2 separate regions of the Gossypium arboreum genome follow, and region 2 is linked to region 1. A link is a contact called in public Hi-C data. All regions are on one chromosome and are shown on one strand. Each heading gives the region's core, a stretch centred on a gene start, on an enhancer-like site or on the middle of the called end of the contact. The rest is flanking DNA. Distances are from core to core; before and after follow the strand shown.

Region 1 (7,537 bases), core at 1,809-4,308:
TTGGCATTAGCAATTTTATCATCAGAGAATTCTTCTGTTATCAGAGAGGGCTTATCTAAAGATGATGCAGATGACACCTCCTTTTTAGGTTGTTCACCATTAGATATTTTATGTTTTCCCTCAGCAGACATAACTGGGTATGAGCTATCATCCGCATGAACCGAAACTGATGTCTTTATATCTTCATTATTATTCTCACCTCTGCACGAACAGCACCCCACACTCGAATCAAAATCAGTTTTTCCATCGCTACTGGCTTCTTCACCAGTTACAACTGCAGCTGTTTCGTCCTTTAAGTTGGCCTCTACACCATCAACCTCAACCCCATCAACAGTTGAAGCCTCACATCCAGGTTTCGATCCATCAGTTTCATTTCCCAAACCTCGGCATTTTTCTTCCTGTAATTCATCATATGCCACACAGATTTCCTTCACTGCTTGGACAAAGTACTTAGTTTTAATATGACACTTGGAAGACAATTTATTCTTCGTCTCACTAGTAAATGCCTGAATATCTGCAGGGGGAACAAAAGCTCTACAAAAGAAGAAGAGTTGGGGAAGCAGAGTAAGCAAATAGAACCCAAGTGAATTGAAAAGATTAGTGTAAGAAACAATAATGATGCATGCATCCCTTGGCTGGAAAACAATAGCATTACTCCTTTCTACATCCCAAATGCAGTATGAAAATCCCAATTACATAAACATTAGCTTTAAGAGCCAACTTTTTTTTTTTAAGATATTTAAATTTATCAACTTGCTCACGTGTGCATGAACACAATACACAGAAGAGATCTAGAAAAGAGAATATCAAGTATTACAAAATAAACAAAAGACAGAAAGAACAGATTGTGGTCTTTGATAAAAGAAACCTCTAATCCTAACTGACCCACATATGCCATACCAAAATTCCTAACCACAACAAACATCCGAAAAAGCCCCATCAACTAACATCAGCAGCTTAGCTAACAACCAATATTAAAATGAGACATCTTACACAATGCCAAAAGAAAGAACTCAAATATATATAATAATAAAAGGTACGAACAAGAAGATTAAAGGTAACATGAAATGCACATGCTACTTCAGGAACCTGTACAAGAAGAAAACAATTGCACCATTTGTAATGACATTAATGTTTAGTTTTCTGCATCCTAGAATGACAAGCTTGGTTATCTAAAGGACATCTCAACAATTCTCAAATTATCATATGAAGACACTATAAGATATAAAATTTGCAAGATAATCAGCATGACTTATCATTTCTGCCCAAAATATTCCCCCAAAGATTAGAAAGAGGAGTTTACATAATTCAATCTAAAATTAAATGACAGAGATGTCCACGGTACTGAAAAAGACCAAGCATAGAGCATTTCATATTAGAAAATTTCTCCTGTTGTTATTAGAACATGCATCCTATAATCTCAAACAAAAAAGCTGCATGGAAAGAAAAAGAATCAAAGAATACAGACAGCATAGCAGATAGAAAAAATGAATTCACTCTCATTGCATCCTATAGTAAGCACTGACAAGAAACAAAATAGTTCAATTAGCAATGTAAAGACTACATAAAAGTTTGTCTGCTTGTATCATCATATGTAACATGTTATTTGGTAAATAACAATTTAATAGCTCTAGGATTTACATAGTAACATTTTTCATGTTCCATCTTATGATAAAATGTGCATTCCCTCCAACCAGAAAGTAGAAGCAAAACCAAAAACAGACACATCACCTATCTATATTCATCATGTTGCCATCTCCCTGATTCACCAAACATTTACAAACTGGATGTGCAATACTTACATTTCTTGTGTTCCAAAGAATTGGACAAAATATTTCTTAGGGTCAGGTTCTTGCTTCCAATCTTCAGGCCGGCTAATCTGAAATTCAGAACCCACAGCATCTACCTCAAAACCAATTGTAAGTAACAAATAATAAAACATAAAACATAAAACATAAATCAATATCCCTGACTAAATTTCTGATGCACTTGCTACGTTCAAATCAATTTAGCACAAAACCACAAAAAACACATATTTGCCCTATTTTTTCAGTCCCAAAAATAAAAAACTTGCATATTTGCATCAAGTAACTCAATTCAGAAACAGGCCAAGTCCCAAATCCGAAACACTAAAAAGAACAATCAACTAACATAAGTATTGGAAAACATTAAATTCCAAAGTTTGGCCTTACATAAAGTAAAACAACATTTACTAAAAAGAAACCAATTGAGTATAAAAACCAGCAAATATACTGCGAAGTAAGGCAATGTAGGTATAAAATAAATTTACCAACGTCATGCGAAAAAAAACCTCATCATCGACTTATTCAAATTTCGTAAGTTCGCATTAAGTATTTAAGAAATTAAATAAAAAAATCATCTAGATTGAAAATAGCATAACTGAGGATAAAGAAGTAATATCGAAGGAAGAGAATAAGAAAGAGACCTGGGCAGGCCAGGCAGGAAAACCCTTGATTTTTGCAAGAACAAGATCGCCTAAGCTTAAATTCTTAATTTTTGCTTTCTTCCCTCCCTTTTTACGATTGCCAGCCATCAAGACTAAACCCCTAATAGATCCTTCGACGCCGTCGTTTTCGTCGTCCTTGTTATTCCTTTTTGCGTAATCAAATCCAATCCAAACAAACCAAAACCTAGAGAAAGGAGAGAGATTTGGAAGCTTGGTGCCACAGATATCGCCGGCGGCGGCGACGCGCCCTGGGAAGTTCCGGCGAGGGAAGGTGGCTAGGGCATCGAGAGAAATGAAAAAAAAAAAGCAAAGAAAATTTTATTTTTTGCGGAAAAAAGAATAAAGAGAATACGGAGACCGTGGCGGAAACAAGCGAAAGAGAGAGGAGACGATTCGGATTTGGGAGTCAAAAAAATTTTGTTTTTCGTTTTGGTGTTGTCGGCGTTTAAATGCATCCTTTCCAATGTAGATTTTTATTGTGTGTTTCCATTTTTTAAAATTTAAGAAATTAAAATCATCATTAATCCCTACAATAAACAATCGATTTAGAGGTCTATCAATCGGTTATATCAATTTGATTTAGATTCGATTAAATAAATATTATAAATTCATAAAAATTAAAAATTCTTTTCAACGATTCAACCGCTATTTTATCTAATTCAATTGGTTTGTATTAATTTTAAATTTAATGCTTTTTTTTATTGATATTCTAATCGATTCTCAATTTTATCAATTATTTTGATCCGGTTCTAATAATTTTGGAATAAAGTAGTCCATACATATGCTGAAATTATTGTTTTCAATTGGTATTGCCATTGTTATTTATCAAAAAATTTACCCTAGAAAATTTTAAATTTTCGGTTCAACGCCTTGGTTCATTTAGTTTTTTTGTTTAGTTCTACTAGTTTGTACTAATTCTCAATTTAATGTCCTCTTCCAAATCGATATTCTAACTGATTCTTGATTCAACCGGTCTCATCGACTAATCGATTTGTTTCAAACAATCTTGGAATAAAGTAGTACGTACTTATCAACAATTTTACGCTAAAAATTATTTTAATTTTGGTGAAAAGAATCAATTAAAATTTTCCAATAATATGCACTAAATTAAGTTTTAAAATTTTCAAATTACATTAATTAAGTCATTTAATCAATATTTTTAGTTTTTAATCATTGCATTGCTGACATGGCCATTAACGATTTCAGAGTCAATCGTTTCATTGCTAACATGATGATCTACGTCGATAAAAAATATAAATTTATTTAAAAGATTAGATTTTGAAATTTAATTTTTACATACATTTAAAAATCATTATAAAAATTATAAAAATAAAAATAAAAATATTATAGAAAAATCTGCTGGAACGAATAAGATTCAACAATAATCTATTTAGATTTATTCCCGTCAATATTTTTAGATTATAAAAGTTTTTAAATTATAAAAAAATTAAATTATTCATTCATACAGGTTATTTGATTATGCTTTTATATTGCTAAAGCATATAAAATGGCTAAATTAGATGTAACTTTTTTTAAATTAGAAAAATAGGTTGATTTTGGAAAGAGTGTCTGAAAGAGTGTCCAATTGGGTGCACTTTCACAAACACTTTCCTCGATTTTTTTTTTTTAATTTTGATAAGGTTGGAGTTTTTTTAATTTTTTTAAGGTTAGGATTTTAGGGGTGAAACCGTAAAAGTTTATATGTAGAATTGAGGGGTTGGAGATGCAATAACGCTCCTCAGAACACATACATTTCATATGTCATGCTGGGATAGGATTATTACCTCAGAAACACATCCTATGAAAGTTTGGTTTTTGAGTGACAGTGCTTGATATGGTCGTAGGTCGAAGTCTAAATGGAGGTCCCTGTCAGCAACCATGATGCGGTCACGAGTTTGAGTATAATCAGGGGCCAGTTGATGGTCATTATGCAGTCACGAGTTCAAGCTTTTTGGATACCCGCAAATGATGCATTGTATATACTATACATAATATTGGGGCCATAGTCATAGGGAAAACGGAGGGCTTTCTAGTGTAATCAACATAATTGTTCTCTATTTCCAATTAGTCAGTATCTTTAACATTTTATTCTCATCCGAAGGCTGAAACTGAGGTGGACACAAGAGGGCTCTCAGGCTGAGAGCAGATGTTTTAGTGGAAATAGAGGTTAAACTCGGATCGACACGGCAACGATTGTAGTTATTAATGAGTTATTTAATAATGGCAACCGTTGTCGCCCCAAAAAGAGCATTACCTTTACTCTATCGAAATAATCACTCCCCGCATGAGAGTCCTCCTATGCCCACAGTGGTGTTGGCCTTCGGATAAGAAGTAAGGTTAAAGATATTGATTACGTGGAAATAGAGGAACAAACTACGCCAATTATAACGTGAAGCACCACAGTTTTTTCCTATGATTATGCCCTCAAACTTTTGTATGGTATTTATAAGGCAACATCTCCGGGTATCCAAAAAGTTTGAGCTTGTGCCCTCCCCCATTAAACTCTGATCACGACCTCATAACAACCGTCGACCGAGACCTCTACGCAGACTTCCACCCGTGACCGAATAAAGCAAAATCACCTTGGAACTCGACTTCCACATGATAGGTTTAAGAGGTAAAGGTTCCATCCCGACAAGATATATGAAATGTGTGTCTTGGAGAGATATCACATCACCGACGACTCAAGAATACCTTAAACCGACAATTTTATTAGTGATGGAAATTTTCAACACTGAAGCAGGAAAGAAAAGAGAGAGAGAGAAATATTGTAAAGTGAAGGGATAAAGGTTGGGAGAGATGATGTTTTAAGGATGATGGAGTGGAGGGGGAGCCCCTTTTTATAGTCGTAAAAGAAGGGTGAGATTGTAAAGGAAAAAATCTCCATGATCGAAAACGCGTGGTAATACCAACGTTTTCATTGAATATCTTCAGAACGTGCTTCAAATATGCAAAAAAGCTCTCTCGGTCAAGGTACTTTTTTCAGACTTTATGAAAATATTAGTGAAAACTCGTATTAGTGGAAAGTGCATCCAGCTAGATGCGCTTTCTTGCCAAATCAGTAGGTAAACTCAATTGGAAAATGCATCTATATTATAGTAATCATGTATCTGTTTACTATGTATTTAAATGATGAATAAATAAATTTCACATTTCACTGTTATGTCTTTTGTATTTCTGTCTTTCATATTTTGTATGCATAGCGAAACTGTGACAAGCAAATAATAGCTCATTGATTGTCTAAGTTCAAACTGATGATAAGTGGAATTGTAAGAACGTTTATATTGTGAGAAAGACAACTTAATCCAGTAGATAATCTAAACGAGTCTATAATCCTGTAAAAGAATCAAAGTGAACATTTGATTCAAATATTGAGAAGGATTATTATGTTGTCTGCAATTGCAATTGAAAAGATGACTAGTCTTGGCTATCGGAGTAGTTGAATCCACGGGTAGAGACATAGATGTATTCATTAGCAAAATGATACATTAGACTAGACCCAAAATGAATTAATTCTGAATCCGTTTGTGAATTAATTCACTTGTGACATTCAAGGTGTAATTTTCCTAAATCTTGTGTTATTCACTAACCATGCATATGTAACTGATGTGCTTTGATATAAGTGAAGGCTTATGCTCTAAGATATCGAGCCAATAGCCAATATGTTGGGTACATGCATTGTGTATGGCATGGTTTTACTAGCAACAGTGGAATTAATAGCGCAATTAAAGAGCTAACAATATCCTCCCATTGGCTTTGTGTGGATTGATAAATATGGAACATAGCCACGGGTTGCTTGTTCTCAAATGAGCAATTTATCACAGTCATTTGTTGACAGTGATCATATTAATCATTAAGAAGACACAATGCTGACAATGAGATAAAATAGGATTGTATTGAGTGAACGGATTTAACTTAAAGGAATCGAGGATATCATATGAGGGTAACACACACATGACGAAGTCATTGGACAAAGCATATAGATGAATTGCTTTCATAAAGAGTATAAAGGAGTTTTCAATCATGGTACTTCTTGTGGACTGACTCCATGATTAAGTAATTGCGAATTATTGGAATGATGTTTCTGGATATAATTGTAATTAAAATCCTAATTGTATATGTCTGATTGGTCCCTCCACTAGCTTAACAAAAGTTCAATCGGACTATATTTGAACCAGAAAGAAATTTTACGACTTTGGAAATAATTTAATTGAGTCGACTTATTCGATGTGGAATTAAATTGGACAGTCGTAAGAATTGTTCAACTAGAGAATTTGATTAAAGAATTTTCTTGAAAAATTAATTTGGAAAATCTAAATGATTTTTGGAAAAATTAATTTTGATCAAGTAAAATTAAATTAATCAAATTAATTAAAATTAATATGATATTTTTGAAAATTAATTTTTAAGTCAAACAATTGGCCCAATGGATAATTGAACATGAAAATTAGACCTGAGATCATAATTTGAGCTCGGGAGCCCAAAATCGAGATCAAAACCCAAAAATTGGTCAAACCGAGTCTAATATGCGAAACTGAGCCGATGATCCAATCGATGGGTAGATTGGATAGGTCGAGCCGTCACTGGTCCATGCTAAACTAGCAGAAACTGAACCAGCTTGGGGTGCTAGCGACTGTGACAGTGACATTCCGATGGTCGGAAAATGGTCGGCGACGGTGGATCTTTAGTGGTTGAGCAGTGGAAGAATTACACTCCTACTAGGACTCTACCAGAGAATTTGATTTCAGATTAACTATTCCAAAAATAATATTATTTTAATAAATTTAATATTAAATTTATTTTAATATTTATCTTGTAGATAAATATTCTATTAATTTAATAAGATTTAATATTAAATTTAATCTAATATTTATCAATATTAACATGGTTAAGTTTAATCATAGTCGAACTCCTTAAACTCTCTCTATATAAATGTAACACCCTAAAACTTGGCCCAGAAGTTTTGACCAGATCTCGAAGATCACATTGACCACTGAAGTGATCCAAAAGTAATTAACAAAAAGAATCGTTTAAAACTCATTTCGAACATAGTTTGCCAAAACCGAACTA
Region 2 (7,091 bases), core at 143-2,642, 390 kb after region 1:
GCATCAAGGATAAAAGATCCAAAGCCATCAAAATCTAACTTCTTATAGTGACAACCTTGACTTCCAAAGAGTAAATGGCTATAGCCACCCATGAATACTTCTGTCATCCTATCCCATAGTTACATTTAAAAGGAAAGAAGAAAAGAAAAAGAAAACTTCCCCATAAGCCAATCAAGCAAGTCTAAAGTTAGGTAGCATTGACCCCAAATCAACTCCTCATAACAAGAGAAAAAACCAAAAACTACCTCAGCTACAGCTGTAGTTTTAGGCCTTATCATATATGGTTTATCTAGTTTGTCAAGAAATCTGAGGCCAGCAAGAATAAAAACCACAAACCTACAGTATAATTCTACATGATCTAATCTGCCTTTTGATTTCCATAAAATCTCCTAGCCAGAAGAATACTAGTACTGTTTCAAATCCCGACATATTTCTAGCTACAGATAGAAGGAAAACAAGCAAAAATAAGATGCCATCTTAGGAAGTCCAGGTTAACAAACCATGAACCCTCCCAAATCTACCTAATACAAACCCCTTGGACCTCTATCTAAATATTTTCATTAAATCCAACAACTAGCAAAAGATTCCAATGGTGGAGTGACAAATTACTTGTATTCAAGTCTTCAGTTCACGACAGTTTCCAAGTTTGATTTAATTTAAAACAAAAGTACTACATGATCATATATCCTTGCTTCTAAAACTTCAGATACACAATTTATATACATTCAAATGATTAAAAGCCCATTCAGAAAAATACAAGAATTCCTTTCCGACTAACAGGAAAAAAAAATGTCGCATTTTCATTAAGCTACACATCCACGTTTCACAAGATTCCAGTTTGGATATCGAATGCCATGTACAACAACTCAAACAAGACAACTAATTAACAGAACCCCACATTCAATATAACCTTGAAATTCCATTTTTGTAATCTTAAAGCGGTAAATTATTCAAAAATACAAAATGAAATGCAGTGAAATGTAATGAACCCAGAAGAACATTGAAGTAAATATTTGAAAACTGGACGTACCAGCACAAGATTTGATGGTATGAATCTTGAGGAGCAAAACAAGAACACTAAATAAGTGGGTCATGTCCCCTGCTAATCTGAATATGTTCATTTTTCTCTTTTCTTTCTTCTCTAAGTTTCTTAAATTCAAAAAAAATTGAAAAAGAATGTAGGATAATGGTTTTTGTTTTTTTTTTTTTTCTTCTGTCAGGGTAAGGTTCTTTCTGAGACGAAAATTTTAGTAGATCTGCGATAGAAACATCTAATTTCTTAAGTTTTGTTTGTTTTCAGGGAATAATTTATTGCTTTGGCTTCCGAGAACACGGGAGAGAAAAATATGAGTTCATCACACCAAACAAATTTTGAATTGGTTACTAAACTTTAAAACCTTTTTAATACATCTCTAAATTATATATATTATATCAATCAGATACTTTAATTATTAAAACTGTTATTTTAACCATTAAATAACATGTAAATTTTTCATATGACATAAGATTATATCACAAAAGATCTTACAAAATTAACAATTTCAATAACGAAAGAACTCGATTGATAGATAGTTTAAAGATGTATTTAGAATGTTCTAAAGTTTGGAGATCAATTTTGAAAGAAAGTCAGAGTTTGAGGATTTCGGTGCAATTAACTCAAAAAATAAACATTTGGTAAAACGAAACATATCTACTAGATGGGCTGGGTTTCATTTTCAGTTTGTATGTGTAAGGAAATTCCAGGATAGTTCCTAGATTTGAAGCTTTTGGGCCTCCACACACTCAAAATGACTTGGATTTACTTGTAGAGACTCAAGGGTGATGCTCTAATCTGCTTAAACAGTTTCATGTTTTAGTAAAACTCAATTTCCAGCTAAATTTGAACTTTTTTTTTAGGAACAATTTCATTATAACTTCTATCCACACCTATTTTATAATTACCCATAATATCTTTTCAACTTATAAATAAGAAGATAATGCTTAAAAATGAAATGGAATTATTGATAAAAAATATTAGGGTAAATTGTCAAAATAGTCACTTTTATTTATCTTAGGTTACGTTTTAGTAACTTATTTTTGAAATGTTACGATTTAGTCACCTACATTATTGTGTTGTAACATTTTAGTCACTAAGCATTAATTGTCATTAACGGTGTAACAAAAATCTGACGTGGCATGTTAAATAATCATTTCAAACGAAAATTTTAGGTTAAATTATACAATTGGTCCCTATATTTTTTTTTCATTTTGAGTAATTTAATTTCTTCTTTTATGTTCTTTGAATTTTTTTCTTTATTTTTTTCATTCTCTTCTCATTCTTCTTCTGTTTTTCTCCATTTTTATTTCTTTTAACGTAATTTTTTATCTCTGTTTTTCTCCATTTTTATTTCTTTTAACGTAATTTTTTATCCCTTCTTCATTTCTTTCAACGTAATTTTTCTATATTTTTCATTTGTTAAAACTACTCTCTATATTTTTATTTTTTGAACAATTTAATTTTTTCTTTTTAGTTCTTTATTTTCCTTTTCTTCTTCCCTTTATTTTTCTCTCTTCTCATATTCTTTACTACTGAAACATAATCTTTACCCACCAAATAAATCAAGTCCTTATTTCTTTCACATGATTCCTAAATTGAACTTTATTAAAATTGATTATCAATCATTCTTAATCAAATCTTGATTTGAATATAACCCAATATTGAAACTAAAATTGGATCTAACTAATCAATATAAAAACAATATCCTTAATCAAATCTAAACATAAATTGAATTTTTATATTCAAAATAATTTTTTTTCTGTTTCCAAATTTTTACAGATTTGTGTAAATTATTCATTTTCTTTTCTGACGAATAAAATTAAGCATACGATAAAATTGATCAAAACCTTCTTGGATATTCCCAAGCAAGCTTGATTAGAAGTTGAGCATGGATGAACTGAAGAGAGAAATGGAGCATGGAACCAAACTGATTTGGGTAAAGTTGAGGGTAAGTTTTGTATAATGGTCGTTTTAGTCATTAAGAGTGTAGAGCTCATTTGAAGAATCCGTGAAACAATGTAGTTTTAAGAGGACGAGAATGTAGTAGGTACAATAGATAAGGTGGAAGTGGGGGTTGGTTAGGAGGTTAAGGGAACGGGCTTAAGAAACTTTGTTGAGGGTGGACTACCATAAGTCACGACTGGTGAGGTATTTGAGTGAGGCGAGCTTGTGGACTAGGTCATTAAGAGATCCAAATTGATTTGTTAAAGCGATGATGGACGATGAAGGTTTGTAATTCTGGGGTGAAAATATGCGAAGCAAATTTTATTTTAGTTTCAGCTTTCGCCTTTTCTTTTTCATAAACACAAAAAAGTTTAAACAAATGGAAAACATAGAAAAACTAAGTTGAAAGAGATGGAGAATGAAGAAAAATAGAGGGAGAAACAGAAGAGAATGAAAAATAAAGAAAAAAAGGAAAGTCAAAAGAACATAAAAGAAAAAAATTAAATTGCTCAAAAAGGAAAAAATACGAGGACCAATTGTATAATTTAATACGAAGACCAATTGTATAATTTAACTTAAAATTTTTGTTTGAAATGATGATTTAACGTGCCACATTAGCTTACTATTACATCGTTAACGGCAATTAACGGCTCAGTGACTAAAATGTTACATTACGTTAACGCAACTGACTAAAACATAGCATTTCAAACATAAATGACTAAATTGTAACTTGAGGTAAACAAAAGTGACTATTTTGGTAATTTACCCAAAACATTAACACTTGCTAGAAGTTGCTAGATCTCTCAATTTTCACTTTAATGTTCCTATTAAATTTTAGAGTGTGTTTCTATTGCTTGTTATATCATTAATAGATTACCTACCTCTATTTTGGCTTGAAAAGCTCATTTTGAACTATTATATAATAAACCACCATTTTTTTTTCTCATTTCAAGACCTTTGGGTCTTTGTTATGCCAATACTCCACATTATCGAGATAAATTTTCTCCTAAAGCCTTTTCTTCAGTATTCATGGGTTACTCTAATGTGCAAAAATGTGATATTCTATTTAACCTTAACAAAAACTTTCTTTTTAAATAGAGATGTGGTTTTTCATGAAACTATTTTTTCATTTAAGCTTCCTACTTCTTCTCTTTTTACTCCACTTGATACTAATTTTTTACCTATCACTTCACCTTGTGCTTCAACAAGTCCTCATTTCTTCGAGTGTTCCTGTAACAGCCCGTTTTCAGTGAAATCAGAATAGTGATTTTGAGACCACAAATCTAACGAGTAAATTATTATTTTTTTATTATTTTAATATTTACGGGATTATATTAAGGTTTTGGTAAAATTTTGTTAAAAAAAATTTGATGTTTGCATTATTAATTAAGTGAAAAAGACTGAATCGTAAAAAGTGTAAAAGTGGAGTTCTATTAGCTAGAAGGGTCAAATGGCTATGAAACTTTAAATTGAATGGACTTAAATAGTAATTAGACCACTTTTATGGTTTGGAGATGTTTATGGCATGGTTTTGAAGAAATTAATAAAGTTTTTAAAGGTTAAAAAGGTAATTAAGTAATTAAAACCTAAAACAAAAGAAAGAAAAAATAAGCATCACCTTCATTTCTTCTTCCTCAACCGAATTTCACCATTAAAGATAGGGCTAGGTTTGGCCAAGCTTCCTTTAGTGCATGTAAGTGTTTTCAAGCCCTATTTTTAATGATTTCTATGTTTTTAAGGTCGTTGTAGTTTAATCTAGCTAGCTCGAGGGTGAATTTATAAAACTGTTAAAGATTGAGGGTTATGCCATAAATTTTTTTGAATGATTCTTGATGTTTACCAGATTATGAATCATTATTGATAAATAAACAAGTTTTGTAAAGTGATTTTTTATGAAATTTGCATTTAGGGATTTGTTTGTAAAAATAGTAAAAGTTCATGAAAAATTAATGAAATGATCATTTCTTTGCGTTGGATTAAGTCCCTAATAAATTTGGTTAGCTTGAAAGGGGGATTAAAATGATTAGATTTCAAATTATGAGCTTAAGAACTAAATTGTGAAAAGTTCAAATGTAAAGGCAAAATAGTAATTTTGTATAAATATGAAATATGGACAAAATTGAATATTAGGAGTATTAAATGGGTTGAAATTGTCTATTTAGATCACAATAGACCACGTACAAACCTAGTTCGAGGCAAAGCAAAAGCTTCGGAATAGCTTGATTTAACCTTCACGCCCCTAGTTGTCGAGGTAAGTTCGTATGAAATGTTGTTATATTCATGTTATTTAAATATATGTTATTATGTATTTATAATGTAATTGAATGATATATATCCAAATCAATACTATGACGATTATCGAGTCCCAGTTGAACCTTAGAAATTCGTAAGATACAAATGACACGTCATTAGGGATTTCATGTTTTGGGTGTTGGTCTTGAATGTCCTACCGAAGGCTGAGGACCTGCATTTATTTCGAATACTTCACAGCTCATGTAAGCAGCATTGTGTAGCTTACATTTCGACCCACAGCTCATGTGAGTAGACCCATTTCATAGCTCGTGTGAGCAATGATGTAAAGGAAATGTTATGGCTATGTAAAGGCACAATTCGTGTGAGCTTTCCCGAGTATCCGACGTAATTTAAGATCGTTCAACAGGTATGAAAAGGAAATGAAATGGTAAGTGTTCAAATGAAATGTATTATGAACCTATGAAAAGGAATGGTGATCCAAATGATGTGAATACATGTTTAAATTACTTGTTATGGATGAATTCATTTGAACCATGTACAAATGCACTAACTTGTGGATTTGATGATGTTGAATAGGCATTGTACAAAGCTCATGGTTTAGTTGGTGTTATAATTATGTTTTTTACATTATACAAATGAAATGGTAAGTTGTGTTTATGTTATACAAGCTTACTAGGCATTAATTGTTTACGTAGTTTCTTTCCTATGTTTTTATAGATTATTGGAAGCTTGATTGGTTTAAAAGCTTGTCAAAGATCTATCACACTATCCAGCATAAATATCGGTAGTTTTTTAATGTTTTGGCGAAGGTTATAATGACATGTATAGGTGAACTTGTAATGGTATTTAGTTGAATGTTTAGTTGATGATTTGGTATGTATAAATTGTGTAAGTTAACTTTGTTGGTACATTTGATGCCTTACTAGTTTGTGTCATTGTGCTATCTTAAGTTGCATGTTTTGAATGATTCATATGGTATGTTTTGAGATGGTATGGTAATTGTCAGGTTGTGGAATGTTGGGTAAGTTTTGAACTAGTAATTGATGATTGAAAGGTGGTGAAATATGCATGTTTAGGTAAGCGTCGTTGTGTGTACTTGAGGTGCCTTTGAATAACATATTGGTTAGTTGAATTAGGGTCTTGAAATGACATATACATATGTATCTTCAGGTATGTTTTGATGTCTTGTAAGTATACACATTTGGTTAAAATGATTATGCATGAAATAGTGTTGGGAATGACTTGATTTTAGGTAAATTTGAGTCCACACGGCATGAGAAACGGCCTGGCGACATAGTCATGTGTGACACACAAGCTAACAACACCGCCGTGTGTCATTTGAGAGTTCCTTTGTATGCAACTCAAAGAGTTACACGGCTTGGCACACGAGCGTGTGACACGGCCGTGTGACCCTACTTAGAAAGTTACACGGGTGAGGACACGGGCTATAACATCCCAAAATAGGGCCTAAACAGAACAGTGGTTGCGAAACCATGAATCCAAGATAGAAAAGTTTATTCTAATTAATTTTTATAATTTATAGAGTGATTAGATGCATGTGTTAGAGTATCGATAGAAAATTTTATAGATAACATGCTTAATTTGCCTACTAGGGCTTAATTGCAAAAGTTGATAAATATGAGTTTTAGATGCTAAAGGCTTAAATTGAAGAGTATAATTGAAGTAGAGGTCCTTAAATGGTAATTAGACCATTAGGTTTTCATCCAAAAAAATGGACATACATAGATAAAAATAACTAATGTTTTAATGAAGGGTATTTTAGTCATTTGGTAATTAAAAGATTAAAAAAGGGAAAAAGATGGCAAAATGTGCCCATCTTCTTCATTAAGCTAAAATT

Evidence for each region. A called contact is a pair of places that touch in the nucleus more often than the background predicts.
Region 2: a Hi-C map of leaf shows a contact between it and region 1, with 4 times the contacts expected there. The contact joins the promoter of LOC108472097 here to the promoter of LOC108451483 in region 1. A contact is called at or near these places in 2 of 5 Hi-C or Micro-C datasets (both in leaf).

What each region holds. Positions count from the first base shown.
Region 1 is chr10:47,010,950-47,018,486 of ASM2569848v2, forward strand. It overlaps LOC108451483 (ENHANCER OF AG-4 protein 2-like), which reads right to left and starts at 3,059. Exons shown (of 13, transcript XM_017749176.2): 1 at 2,447-3,059; 2 at 1,803-1,879; 3 at 1-534. The coding sequence starts at 2,554.
Region 2 is chr10:47,399,548-47,406,638 of ASM2569848v2, forward strand. It overlaps LOC108472097 (ER lumen protein-retaining receptor-like), which reads right to left and starts at 1,393. Exons shown (of 6, transcript XM_017773617.2): 1 at 1,031-1,393. The coding sequence starts at 1,121.